2 separate regions of the Capsicum annuum genome follow, and region 2 is linked to region 1. A link is a contact called in public Hi-C data. All regions are on one chromosome and are shown on one strand. The core of a region is the stretch at or near the end of the contact, and the rest is flanking DNA. Distances in the headings are between cores, read along the strand shown.

Region 1 (2,700 bases), core at 18-2,517:
TCAATCATGAATTATATGACTGATACTATAACGAAACTGATGACGAAAGAAAAAATTGGGAACATTAACCTTCTAAAAAGGGTTTGTTTAATATTCATAAACAGCTCAGCAACAGTCAATAGCCAGACAAGTGAGGTATGATAGGATGAATCACAAAGTTTGAATAAAATCAAATTTAAAGCTAAACCTGAACGTTGACTAGAAGATATAATGAAATATAAAATTAATCAGCATTTTTTATTTTTTATTTTTAAAAATCAAAAGAAATAATTCAAGCCCTTATTTTAATTTTTCTGATTGTAATATATGAATTAGTTGTATGAGGATTAATATTCCGACCACATTTGATATTTTATCTGTTTTTCTTGTTTTATTGAATTTTATTAAAGTTATTGACACTGATGTATGATTTTATTTTGTTAGAAGCATCAACAGGTGCCTTAAAAAAAATTCTCCATCACTTTACCATGCCAACTTGTTGCCTTCTGTGCGTCTTCTTTTTGTTTTTGTTGCCTCCACTTCTTTAATGGGAGTCTAGGTGAGATGTTTCTATCCCTAGCTACTTTGTCAAATATATATCTGTTCTATTATCTTCCTCGTGAAAGATATCGTCGCTCAAATTAATAGTATAAGCATTAGTTGAGTTAAATCTTGACGCTAAAAACTCCGATTTATTCTTTTTTGTAATTATATTTTTAGACACAAATACTGAAGCTTTTGAACTTAATTTGGCATTAAAAAAAAAAAAAAAAGATAAAACATGCTCCTGTCATCAACCAAATCAACCCACTTAGAAGCATTGATCTTTTTTTTTTTTTTACTAATCTCACATAATATAACTAACTCTTTTTTTTAAATAAAAAAAATGAGTTGTACAATCCTTCTTTCCCTCAATTATGCATCAAACAAAAGTACTCCCTCCGTACCATTTTATATGTCGCCATTTGACGGGGCACGGAGTTTAAGAAAAAAAGAAAAATTTGGTAAAGTTTATCAAATTATTCTTTATAAAAAAAATGTGTCAATATCTTTTTTTTAATTAAGTGGGATCAATAAGGGTAAAAGGGTAATTATGTCTTTAAAAAGTTGCCTAATAAGATAAGACGACACTTATTTTGAGACGAATTAAAAAGAAAATATTGACACATAATTTGACACAGAGAGAATATAATATTTGTATCCATCTGCCCAATTGTTACAACAAACAGCTAGCCCCAACTATAAACTTTCCACTTGGATTGTGATATGTGTGAGTGTTTTAATTTGTCACATCATAGTTCAAGCCTCTAGGTCTGAACTGTGCATGCATGCACTTCTATCTAGCGGTGGACATGGGATGATACGATCTAATATCAGAAATATCGGTTGGTTTGATATTTTAAAGTTTGATTTTTTAATATTTTATGATATAATAAATTGATAATCATAGTTTGATTAGCTGTAACATATGTATACTTATATAATAGAGAATTATGACTTTGATTTTTCAAGAAACATCTTAATTATATCATATTAACACCTTATACATATAAAAATATTCAAAAGAAAGCACATGTAATTTCCTTTCAAATACTATAATATCAAATTTGCAATATAAAATATGTTGACCTCGAAATGATTTCTATATCTATATATTGTACCATGTCCGTTCATGCTTCTATCAAAGGAGAATTAGATTTATATAATCTCAACAATATCTTTCATCAAATCAACCATCAAATCAACCGTAAATCAACAATAAATGTCTTTTAGACACATTTAAAAAATTTTCAAATTCAAGTCATATTAATATTTCTCTTTCTTCTTTTTTTTCTTTCTATTTTCACCCTTTCTTGATTTGAATAGACATAATGATGTGACTTTTAATTTGGTCTTCATCGATATTTATGCTCTTCAATTTTATATGTATATAAATAAAAATTTAAATTTATATAAAATTAAATAAATAGTACAATTTATGTGATAATTCACGTGAAATTATAACGTAAGTGTGATGTACATATTACAGAGGATGCATGCGTCAATTTTTATCACTTTACATAAGTATTTACTTATACACATTTAAAAGTAAAAAAAAAAAAACATATTGGATAATTGAGTCCAAATTAAAGAGAATGGTCATGAATTATACTTTTTTTAATAGTATAAATAATATAAATATCAATTTTTTTGGAAGTAATTACACTCTCTTCTATTTTTTTAATTACTACTTTACTCTCTCTCCCTATTAATATACATAATATAGCCGATATATACATAACATTCTATGTATATGTTGAAATTTTTATAATATATTTAGAGAGTTGAAATTGTTTGTAATATTAAAAATAAATTGTATATTTGTGTAATTTTTAATTTTTAATATGGGTAGATGAGGACAAATTGGAGTAATAGCTAGCTTTGATAAAGAAACAAAATTGGTCAAAAATTACAAAGTAAATACACGTGAATATCACATGAAAAGTATGTGTCCTTTTTCCCAATATCTTCAATTCATTTATTATTTGGCCACGTGAACACTTCATTCAGTTCGAAGAACTTTGGCTAAAAGTTAAAACTACAAATGGGACACACTCCTTAAATTTTTGGTTCTGGGACAACTTCTTTTAGGGGTTGTTTGGTAGAGTGCATTGGCAAAATTACTATATGTATTAATTAATGTGTATTATTAATATCTTATTTGGTATAACTTAATTAATG
Region 2 (2,700 bases), core at 86-2,585, 44 kb after region 1:
AGATAGAAGAGTAAAAAACCAAAAAAAACAAAAACATAAAAAGGAAAAAAGGAAAAAAGGGAAGAAAGAGAAATAGAAGCGTAAAAAAAAAGAAATCAAATTAAAAAAAACGAAAATAGAAAAAAAAGATACGAGAAAGAAAAAAATTGAAAAAGGAATAAAAAGAGAAATAGAAGAGAAAAAATAAAGTGGAAAGAAAAAATAAAAAAGAAAAAAAATCAAAAAATAAAATAAAATAACAAAAAATAAGATAAAAAAACTAATAAGAAAAAAAAGGTAGAGATACAAGAGAGTGAAAGACATTATTGATGTTTTATTTTGAAATTTTGAAGATCATAAAGATAATTATCTTCAAATATGAAAAAGAAAAAAAATATAAAAAACGAAGAAGGGGAAAAAAGAAGGCAGAAAATAAAGTGAAAATAATAATTAAAAAAATGATTAAAAAAATAAGATAAAAAAAAGGTAAAAGATATGGTTATATTTGGAGAGGTGAAATAGTGGAGTGAAAATAAAAAAAATGTAAAGTAGTGAGAGTAAAAAATGCACTTACCCAGTTAATGAGTAAAATAATACTACTCTTGTTATAAATTGTAATTTTACAAAAATATTACTATTTATTATGATTATAGTTTTAAGTATCTACTCAACTACTAACCTTTTCAAACATTAAGGAATAATGCAAATTACAAAGATAAACCTATGATCCAATGAAACTTTTGCTTAGTGCTTACGAGTGCTGAAAAAATAAAGCCAAATTTCATAAACGTGTGAGTTTGGTCTAGTTTTAATATTTCTTTACTTTGTTACTTATTAAATTAAAAGAAAGTTTCAATCATTTATAAAACTTTCCAAACATTGAGCAACAACAATTACATATTCAATATAATTACATAACTGAGATCTAAAGAGAATAATGTATATATAGTTTTATTTTTATTTTGTAAAGAAGAAAAATTATTTTAAAAGACCTCCGATTAAATTAAAATTTATCAAAACAAGTATAAAAAATACAGTAATAAAAAAATCAAATTAAAAATAATGAAGGAAAGAAAAATTACAATAAATAATACAATAACAAACAATAATAAAATTTAAAAATAAAATAATATTAATGATAATGATACAAAAAATTAGACATCCTCAACTACTAGCCTTCTCAAATATTGGGAAATAATGCAAATAGTAAAAAGAAGCCTATTAGCCAATGAAACTTTTTCTGGGTGCTTAGCAAGGATTAAAAAATAAATCCAAATTTCATGAAAGTGTGAGTTTGGTCTAATTGTAATATTTCTTTAGTCTTCTTCTTTGACCAAAAAAAAAAGGAAAGGAAAAAGAAAAAAAGCATAACATTAGAGTGGAAAATGACGTGGGAAACCCACAAGGGCTAAAGAGAGACTTGCATCTTCATTTTCAATTAACAAATTCAAGAATTTGAGTAATATTGAAAGAAAACCTTCATTTTATTTTATATTTTGCAGAGAAAATGGTCAAAATTCTCTCAATCTTTATTTTAAATTTTAACTATATATTTATATTTTATGAAGGTTCTATGACGTTTCGAATTATTTAAAACTAAAATTATAACACCCCTAAAAACTAACATGGCAAGCGAATGTGTTTCACTCTCTTAAAAAAAATTTAAAATTTTATTTTTAATATTTCTTTTATATATATATATATTTCTTCTTCCTATCATCATATCCAAAATCTCTCCACCAACACCCACCATAACTTAAAATTCATTAATTAGAAGACTTATTTACATGCAAATTAGAAAATTTTCTCTTAGATTCATCACCCTTTTCGCCTTCTTCCCAAATAGTTCTTCAAACACTAATTTCTTTTCTTTTCTTTTTTTTTTTTCAAAAAAAAATTGAAACTCCACGAATCAAGAATGGCTTTTACACTAGTTTCCACCATGGCTGCAACACTAAGGCTAGTTTTTTATCCATAAACTTGTAGAAAAGCTCAATTTATAATCAAAGAAGTTAAAATTATATTTTTGCCGTCACCGTCATTGCCAAATTATGAATTGTGAATTTCATCTCGCCCATCACCACCACCGTCACTCCCATTTTCATTCCCTTTTATCGAATTTGGAGTGAAATTAAGAAATTAAATGCAATGAAAAAGAAAGTGAATGGTAGCAATCTCTTAACTATTTCTCAAAGCAATCTTTGATTTGGGAAAAATGATAGAAAGAGAAAGGAAAAAAAATTTAATGAGTATTTTCATTTTGATTTTTGAGATTAAAGGAAAGAAGACGAAGAGAAAGGGAAAAAAAAGAAGAACAAAAGAATAGAGTAACAATGTAGAAGGAAGTGAATTAAAAAATTGATAAAAAATTAAATACGTACATTTTACACGTGTCAAAATGCGTGTATCTCACCACTCAACATAAATGTAGTTATGTCTTTTCAGGGATATTATAATTTCTGTTTTAAATAATTCAGGGGGGTCATAAAACCCCCGCAAAGTATAGGTGTGTAGTTGAAATTTAGGATAAAAGTTGAGGCTCTATTTTATATGATAATGTTTGATTGAATATATTATTAAAAGAAAAAAGAAAGAAAACTTGTTATATTTATAATAGTTATGATTTATTTTATACTGTATCATATATTTATCTTTCGCTCTATAAAAAACTTAATAATTGTTAATCTTTCATTTTAAATGTGTCTCAACCTTAAGATTTTG

The links. A called contact is a pair of places that touch in the nucleus more often than the background predicts.
Region 2: a contact with region 1 is called in a Hi-C map of leaf, with 1.6 times the contacts expected there. The contact joins two enhancer-like sites. A contact is called at or near these places in 2 of 5 Hi-C or Micro-C datasets (bud and leaf).

The regions. Positions count from the first base shown.
Region 1 is chr9:204,418,619-204,421,318 of UCD10Xv1.1, forward strand. No RefSeq gene overlaps it. Among protein-coding and RNA genes, the nearest start is that of LOC107854019, 48 kb to the right of the region's middle. Within about 2 kb of position 1,268, at least 3 of the 5 cell types and tissues checked have an H3K27ac peak or open chromatin away from gene starts, as enhancers often do. A contact at or near this core is called in leaf, where this site is marked.
Region 2 is chr9:204,462,051-204,464,750 of UCD10Xv1.1, forward strand. No RefSeq gene overlaps it. Among protein-coding and RNA genes, the nearest start is that of LOC107854019, 4.6 kb to the right of the region's middle. Within about 2 kb of position 1,336, at least 4 of the 5 cell types and tissues checked have an H3K27ac peak or open chromatin away from gene starts, as enhancers often do. A contact at or near this core is called in leaf, where this site is marked.